3 separate regions of the Mus musculus genome follow, and all the other regions are linked to region 2. The links are chromatin contacts, called in public Hi-C and HiChIP or PLAC-seq maps. All regions are on one chromosome and are shown on one strand. Each heading gives the region's core, a stretch centred on a gene start, on an enhancer-like site or on the middle of the called end of the contact. The rest is flanking DNA. Distances are from core to core; before and after follow the strand shown. Region 1 has its middle 3.6 kb from the start of Gm24334. Region 2 has its middle 28 kb from the start of Serpina3f. Region 3 overlaps Serpina9 (serine (or cysteine) peptidase inhibitor, clade A (alpha-1 antiproteinase, antitrypsin), member 9).

What was found. A called contact is a pair of places that touch in the nucleus more often than the background predicts. HiChIP or PLAC-seq counts read pairs in DNA pulled down with a chosen protein or histone mark.
Region 1: an H3K27ac HiChIP or PLAC-seq map of trophoblast stem cells shows a contact between it and region 2, with 7 times the contacts expected there. The contact joins two enhancer-like sites. A contact is called at or near these places in 17 of 39 promoter capture datasets (the 3T3-L1 cell line, 3T3-L1-derived adipocytes, the HPC-7 cell line and 7 more), 2 of 15 datasets of contacts at CTCF or cohesin (embryonic stem cells and large pre-B cells), 14 of 484 Hi-C or Micro-C datasets (the C2C12 cell line, the G1E-ER4 cell line, bone marrow-derived macrophages and 6 more), 5 of 115 datasets of contacts at active chromatin or transcription factors (bone marrow-derived macrophages, cardiomyocytes, embryonic stem cells and 1 more) and 3 of 9 other capture datasets (adipose tissue, embryonic stem cells and macrophages).
Region 3: a Hi-C map of adipose-derived mesenchymal stem cells shows a contact between it and region 2, with 1.8 times the contacts expected there. The contact joins two enhancer-like sites. A contact is called at or near these places in 2 of 39 promoter capture datasets (the 3T3-L1 cell line and hippocampal neurons), 10 of 484 Hi-C or Micro-C datasets (adipose-derived mesenchymal stem cells, cardiomyocytes, cortical neurons and 7 more) and 1 of 9 other capture datasets (embryonic stem cells).

Annotation. Positions count from the first base shown.
Region 1 is chr12:104,414,427-104,417,126 of GRCm38.p6, reverse strand. No RefSeq gene overlaps it. Among named protein-coding and RNA genes, the nearest start is that of Gm24334, 3.6 kb to the left of the region's middle. Within about 2 kb of position 1,421, at least 100 of the 459 cell types and tissues checked have an H3K27ac peak or open chromatin away from gene starts, as enhancers often do. A contact at or near this core is called in bone marrow-derived macrophages and trophoblast stem cells, where this site is marked.
Region 2 is chr12:104,185,132-104,187,831 of GRCm38.p6, reverse strand. No RefSeq gene overlaps it. Among named protein-coding and RNA genes, the nearest start is that of Serpina3f, 28 kb to the left of the region's middle. Within about 2 kb of position 1,436, at least 38 of the 459 cell types and tissues checked have an H3K27ac peak or open chromatin away from gene starts, as enhancers often do. A contact at or near this core is called in adipose-derived mesenchymal stem cells, bone marrow-derived macrophages and trophoblast stem cells, where this site is marked.
Region 3 is chr12:104,001,535-104,004,234 of GRCm38.p6, reverse strand. All of the region lies in intron 2 of Serpina9 (serine (or cysteine) peptidase inhibitor, clade A (alpha-1 antiproteinase, antitrypsin), member 9), which reads left to right. Among named protein-coding and RNA genes, the nearest start is that of Serpina9, 11 kb to the left of the region's middle. Within about 2 kb of position 1,319, at least 88 of the 459 cell types and tissues checked have an H3K27ac peak or open chromatin away from gene starts, as enhancers often do. A contact at or near this core is called in adipose-derived mesenchymal stem cells, where this site is marked.

The DNA of each region.
Region 1 (2,700 bases), core at 172-2,671, 230 kb before region 2:
GCTGATCAATGATGGTATATGCCTTTAATCCCAAGTCTCGTGGCAGAGGCAGAGGCAGAGGCAGAGGCAGAGGCAGAGGCAGAGGCAGAGGCAGAGGCAGAGGCAGAGGCAGAGGCAGAGGCAGAGGCAGAGGCAGAGGCAGAGGCAGAGGCAGAGGCAGAGGCAGAGGCAGAGGCAGAGGCAGAGGCAGAGGCAGAGGCAGAGGCAGAGGCAGAGGCAGAGGCAGAGGCAGAGGCAGAGGCAGAGGCAGAGGCATCTCTTTGAAGCCAGCCTGGTTTACAGAGTGAGTTCCAGGACAGCCAGAGTTATGCAGAGAAACCATGTCTCAAACAACAACAACAACAACAACAACAACAACAACAACAACAACCACCACCACCACCAACAACAACAAAAGGTTCCCAAAATCCAAACAAACAAACAAACAAACAAACAAACAAACAAGAATTTTTTTCCTCTTCTCCCCCATATAGTTCTGGGAGCTCTCAGTGTGGCACAGCTGTCAGATGAAGGGAGCTGGGTGGGTTAGGTGTCTATACACAGCCCTTTCCTCAAACAATAAAATCCCTCAAGCTGCTTGTCAGTGACAGAAAAGCCAAAATGGTGACCCTGGACCACAGTAAAACTGTCACTAATTACATCCACAGTCTTCATAGATGGGTTTTTCTTTTGGGGAGAACACTGGAATTTGAACTCAGAACCTGGTACATAGAAAATGCCCTAGCACTGAGTCATTCCTGAGCAGGTGTGTAATGTGTGTCTGTGTGTTTGTGAATGTGTATGTGTGTACACGTGTGCACAACCCTCTTCTTACATTTTTGTTTTGCTGCAGCGCCTCACTAGGTTGCCCTACTGACCTTAAACTCCCTGTCAGATTTTTCCTCCTTGGCCCCAGAAGGTGGAATGTTCCAAAGGATACTAAAATGTGCTTCTATTTCTCCTCGCTGTGAAAGGACAAAGCCAGGGAAGTGGCAAGGAGGGATTGCAGCTGGCCAAGTCCTCCTCAGCAGGCCTGGAGGTGACAGAGAGGAGCTCTACTCCCCACCCCCACAGACTCTGGGCAGAGCCTGGTGTCTGCGACTCCATCTTTGACAAAAGTTCCCCTGCAGCTGGGCCTTTCCTCTGCTGCCCAGCCCTTTCACATCCTTAAAGCTCAGAGAACCTCCCTCAGGTCTCACATTTCATTCCTGCCTAGGAAGGTTTTCCAGTGTCTAGTTTTAAGCTATGTTAGTCACTGCTCAACAGATTGCATGCCCATTGATGAGTCATCCCCTCCCTCCTCCCCTTAGCTCCTGACAACCGTTAGAACATCCTTTATACTCACGAATCCTCCTGTTCTGGATATCACATGTCTGTGACTCACATCACACAGGCCCTACTGTGTCTGGCTTCTTTCCCTGTGAGCATATTGGCAGGCTCACACACAGAGTGTAGGAAATGGCACCGCCCTCATTTGTCTAATGTAGTAATAGTGTGTGGCCTGAGCAAACTCTGCTCATTCATGCATCTGTTGGGGGACCCTTGATTCACAAGCCCTTTGCCAGCTATGAGAAGCATGGTGGACGCTGGCTGCAGTGCCTGCCATGTCCTTGCTTCCTGTTCCTCTGAGTACCTGCCTAGAGTGAGATTGCTGCATCAACCTCTCCAAGGACGATGCACCATTCTCCAATTCCTACTGCTGCATAGGAAGGCTTGGAATTCTAGCTCTCCTAGGCTGTGACAACCACACATCACCTAGAAGGACAGTGCTGTAGAGGGTTCATCACCAAGGCAATTTACTGGCCAAGAGACAGGGGACCACTCTGCCCCTAGGGAATGAGGAGAAGTACACCCTAATATCTAGGTTTTAGACTCGCATGAGAGGTAGATTCAGACTTTGGCCACAGGTTCCAGACCCAGCTCATCTCACAGGCAGCATTAGATGCATTCAGCACCAGGCTCCTTAGACACCTGGTCTGAGAGCAGAAAGGATGGAGGGATATAGCTGGATCATGTCAGTACCCATGGAGTGCATGTGGTGGTCAGTTTAAGGTCTCAACTGACACTTAGGCACATTGTAATGGTTGGGATACTGGGCTGCTTTCAATAGAGGCCCCCATTCTTATCTCAATCCAAGGTCTTAATGGTGTAGCATCTCAGTGCTGGCCAGGGAAGGGATCATGTGTGTGTGTGTGTGTGTGTGTGTGTGTGTGTGTGTGTGTGTGTGTATGAGTGTGATTCTCTGCTGACCACAGGTCCACCTGTCAGTGTGTGTTCTTAGGTCCCTTGAGACTCAAATGTATCCCAACCTGGACAGCTTTCCCTCTGCCTGCAGGCCTCTGGCTGTTTCCAGGCTCCCAGGATTCTCCTTGGACACCACCCAGCAGCCCACACGAAAGCACCTTGGCCTCTGTCCCAGGATACCTTCCATCTGAGCAGAAATACTTAGACCTTAGAACAGAGCTCACATCCTGGTCCCAGGCCCCTTGTGCCGTCTTGAAAGCATCCAGAGTCTTGTTTTATCACCCACCTGTTCACCACCACTGTCAAGCCTTAGGAACAACAGACTTCTCAGCTTGGTGAAGGTTGGCTGTGTCTGAGGCGTCAGCAAACTTGGAATACCATAATAACTTAGCTGTGTGTCGGGGGAAATGGCTAAGCTTCTCTGTGCCTCAGTTTCCTCATCCATAAAGGGACTCATAATAGCACAGAGGCCAGAGG
Region 2 (2,700 bases), core at 187-2,686:
ACAGTGACAGGTGGACCTGTGCTCAGCAGAAAATCACACACACTGGGAAGTATTCCCTTCCCAGTGAGCACCAAGATACCACACATAGAACCATGGTGTGGTGGGAGAAGAAGGGACCATCTATTGACAGCAGCCAAGTTTCCCCACAATGACCATGTGCCTAACTGCCAGTCAAGGCTCTGAACTGGTTGCCACGTGAAGTCCATGAGTAGTGACATGACTCAGCTATATCCCTCCATCCTTTTGGTTCTCTAATCAAGTATTTAAGGAGCCTGGGCTTGACAAAATCTCATGCTACTAAATGTGGTGGGTCTGAAACTCATTGCCAAATTAAAGTCCATCCAATAAGGGAGTCTAGAGCCTAGATATCTGGGTTTGCTTCTCCGCATTCCTTGGGAGCTGACATTTTGCATTCCTCTTGCCAACCAGATATTGTCTTGGTAAAGAAGCCTCTAAAGGAAGAGGCCCAGTGTGCAGTAGAGGTGACACTGTGGAGGGGAAAGATAGGAGCCTGGAAACATTGCTGTCCACTGCGGTTCACTGCCTGGGAACTTCCTGCATGGCTCAGTGGTTTCTACAAGCTGAGCATCCATTTCTTAAAATTTAAAAATCGAGGCAGCAGAGGGGTGTAGTCTCTCTCACTCAATTATGTTTTTCTTCCTTCCTTCTGTCAATGGCCCACTGTGTCTAATGAAACTCAGACATATAGAGACACCTTGAGATTTTAACCCAACCACCTGACAGAGGTCATTGTCAAGGTTTCATGTCTGCTCACCAATAATCAGATAATGTCTGCCATGCAGCACTATGGGATAGGAAGCAATAGTGCCGACAATAGTTATAATAACCATCAATGTCCTAGATGCCACCTCTACCCTCACACAACACGAAGCCCTGCAGCTACATCATAGAAACAGCTTCCAAATGGAGGCATTTGACGAGAACTTGTCAATCTAGGTGATGTTTGGTTGGCCCAGCCTTGCAGGGCTGGAATTCCAAGCCTTCATGTGCAGCAGAAGGAACGGAGAATGGTGTAGCATCTTTGGAGAGGATGATGCAGCAATCACACTATAGGCAGGTGCTCAGAGGAACAGGAAGCAAAGACATGGCAGGTACTGCAGCCAGCGTCCACCATCCTTTTTCATAGTCAGCAAAGTGCTTGTGACTCAAGGGTTCCCCAACAGATGAATGGATGAGCAGAGTTTGCTCAGGCCACACACTATTACTTCATTAGACAAATGAGGGAGGTGACATTTTTCTGCTGCCTGTGTATGAGCCTGCCAATATACTCACAGGGAAAGAAGCCAGACTCAGTAGGGCCTGTGTCATGTGACCCAGAGACATGTGATCCCAGAACAGGCAGATTCATGTACATACAGAATCTTCTACTGGTTGTGGAGAGCTATGGGGAAGGAGAGGATGACTCATCAATGGGCATGCAATCAGTTGAGCAGTGACTAACATAGCTTAAAACTAGATTTAGAAAACCGGCTGAGACAGGCATCAAAATGTGAGTCCTCAGGGGAGGTTCTCTGAGCTTTAAGGATGTGAAAGGGCTGGGCAGTAGAGGAAACACCAGCTGATCGAAGTGACATTTGTGTGTGTTGTTGGGACATAGTGACAAGAATACAACATGATATAGGGCTCAGAACCAGATTCTGCCAGCGCCTTGGGAATGGGGAACAGAGTTCCTCTCTGACACCCTCATGACTGCTGAGGAAGATTTGGCCAGCTGCAGCTGCTCCTTCCCACTTTCCTGTGAGGAGAAATTGAAGCTTGTTCCATGTCATCTCATCCACTCCTTCTTTTGGGCCAAGGCGGAAATAGCTGATAGCAAGTTTAAGGTCAGTAGGTCAATGTGTGTAGTGAGGCAGTGTGTCAAACCAAAAAAGTAAAGAGAGGGCTGTGCACATGGATGCACACTTACACATTCACAAACAAAAGACACACGCTAAACACCTGCTCAAGAATGATTCAGTGGTAGGGCGTTTTCTGAGTATATATCAGGCTCTGAGTACAAACACACACACACACACACACACACACACACACACACACACACACACACACACACACACATATATATATGTATATATATATATGTTTATGTGTGTAGGTGTGTTTATATATATTTGCATATATATACACACATACATTTACTTGTGTGAATACATGTATATGAGTGTGTGTATATAGACACACAAATGTGTGTGTGTATGTATATATATATATATATATATATATATATATATATATATATCCCATATTTTCAAAATCAACAAATATGTTGATGCAAGGATGTTCAGGTTCTATTAGTCTTCTACACTTTTAGCTTGAACAAGGGGCACTTGGCTTTGAACTTGAGCCATTCAAGTTGCTACAACCAGAACATAAAAGAAGAAATAAATATAGCAAACCCACGTTTCCCAGGGAAACGACTGAGGCTGCTGGAACTCAGGTAGACTGCCTAAGGCTTCTGGCAGGAAGAGCATGAAGAACAGAACCCCTGCCTTACAGAAGTATCTCTGCAGTTAGTCAGCCATCCCTGACCCGGAGCCAACTGAGAAAGTTCCAGGGATGTAGTTGCTAAGGTTTATACTCTTCCTTAAAATGCAAACCCATTTTTCTGCATCTGAGTGTCAAGTCCTACTGACTGGCCATTCTGGCCTCAGAGGACATTTTCCCCAATGCTGTAAAAGC
Region 3 (2,700 bases), core at 70-2,569, 180 kb after region 2:
GCTTTTGGGAGTTCCACCATGTGTGTATTGCTCTGCCTGAGGGTATATCCCAGCTTTTCATCTTCCTCCATCTTTGTCTCAGTACTCCTCATATTACAGACTTATCAATACATTTTCTAGCTCAGTGTTTATTGTCTTCTGTTAGCTCTCATCTGCTGCTGAGTCTCTCAAGTGAAACTTTCATTTCTGCTACCATATCTTCCAATTCTACTCGATGACTTCGAATCATTTTTCTAACTGCAAGCAAAAGCTTATTAAATACAGTTTTTTTTAAAAGCTCCTTGAGGATGTTCAAAATAGCTGCTTTGACACGTTTGATTAATGAGGCCCATATCTGGCTCTCCTGAGGAACACGTGCTCCCCACCCCCTAAAGTTTGGGGGCATATTTTCTTGTTTCTTTTCATATCGATTTTTTTTGTTTGCTTTCTTTAAAACATTTAAATTATTTATTTTAGCTGTGTGTAAGCACATGTGTATCGTGTGTTGTGTATTTATGGCTGCCTATGGAAGAGGACATCAGATCCCCTGGAACTGGAGCTACAGGCAGTTGTAATCTGGGAGCTGAACTGAGTCCTCTGTAAGAGCAGTGAGAGTTCCTAACCTTAGAGCCATCTCTCTAGACCCTTGGTATGTTGTTAATAATGTAAATCTATTCTAGACATGAACTACTTCCCCTTCAGAGGATTAGTCGTTGCTGTTCATTGGAGCAACCTGTAGCTTCCTGTTTCTTCAGAATGGATTCTTTAAAGTCACAGACGTCTTCTTAGCTGGCAGATCTCCCAATATTTGTAGAGGATCACTGTGTGTATTATGACTTGCCATCCACACTCTGCTCGAAGTCTGTAATTTTGACTCACCCTTTATTTTCTGTCTGTGCACCCCCCAGGCCAGCTGTCAGTGAGAGCTCTGAATCGCCCAGATAGTTTCCAAGCTGCCTACAGCTTTACTCATGTCTGGGGCCTCTTTGTGTTGAGATATGGGGGAGGTTTCCAAATCTCCTGTAAACATTTGATTCTTTAGCTATTTATTTGTTTATCTCTCTGCCATCTTATCTCTTACCCATCCTCCAGCCAGGAAGTGAGGACACTCGTTGCATATGAAATACACTCCCACACCTCTGGGTAGAAGACAGTAGGCACCGAGTGTACTTCAATCGGTTGTGAGGGGAGACTCCCCATTACGACTCAGCCATTTGCCTTGAATGGCCTCTCCTTGGGTCACCACGGCTGACTGGGACCATGTTTAGAGAAGGGTGGCTATGCAGAGGGACTTGCTTGGTCAATTTTGCTGACAGAACCTTCCTCCTGTTTTCTGTTTGCCCTCCTAAGCAGTGCGGTTAGTGCATTATTTGTCTTGACTGTTATGCATTGCTGGAGGTGTTTCAGAGTTCCGCCTGCTTGTCTTGGCAAATGTCCTCGGGGAGATGATATTTGCCTTGGCTGAACCCCAAGTCAGATTAAATACTGGCGGCTTTTATAAGTCATTCTCCTGGTGTTGCAGGAGGCAGGTCAGATAAAGACAATTCCTTGAGAATGAGTCTAGGACTATTTTTGTTTTGAGATATGCTTTCTCTGTGTAGCCTAAGATAGCCTCAAACTCACAATCTTCCAGGCTTGGCCTCCCGTGTTCTGGTATTGCAAGTGTGAGCCACTATGTATGGCCTGAGAATGAGTCTTTAGAGTATTCCAGCCCCATCTGGATATCACTGCAAATGTGGGCTGTGATTTTCCAAGACCATACAGAAGGAAGAATGAGGTGTGGTACTCAAGCCTGTTGGAATGCCACAAACTTTACCACTTCTAACGAGACCCAGTTTATTTTCTTTAATATCTTGTTTCTCAGCTGTAAGAATCTGAGGATTTTCAGAGTTCTAAAGGAATTGATTTTGACCACTGTTGGCAGGAATGTGTATGTGTGTGTGTGTGTGTTTATATGTATGCAAGTGTGTGTATGGTGTGAGTGTAGTGTTTGGTGTGTGTGTGTGCATATGTGGTGTAATATTTATTGTATATTTGCAAGTGTATATGGTCTGTGGGGGTATACATAGTATGTTGTGTGTGTGAAAGTCCATGTAGTAGTGGGGATATGTGGTATGTATGGTATATTTGAGTGGGTATGCAAGTACATATATGGTATGTGTTTATGTGTTTGTGTGTGCAGGTGGTATATGTGTATGGTATGTATATGTAAGTAGTGTATGTGTGTTATGTATATGCGAGGAGTGAATGTGTGATATATGTGATACACATGTTTGTCTCTCTCTCTCCTTCTCTATGTGTAGTGTAAAGTATGGTGTGAACATGTGTTATGTATACATATATACATATATGTACACATACACACACACATACATATATATATGTGTATGTGTGTGTTATGTGTGGTATAGAGTGTGTGTATGGTACGGTGTGTGTGTAAAGGGTTTGTGCGTGGTGTATGTATGTTATAGGTATGTGTGTATGTGAGATGTATATTATGTACATATGTGTGTGTTGGGGGATATATGGTGTGGTATTTGTAGTAAGTATACATGTATGGGTTTGGGATCAAAGTCTGGGCCTTGCAAAGCTAGTTATCGTGGTTTTTATGGAAAATTGAGTTTTTATAGGTCCTCTTCTGCCTGTTTTTACCTTGCAGCTTTCAGGGTTGTAAAGCGCCCTCCTCTTCTGCACTGACTTCAGCCCTCCCCCCTTTTGCAC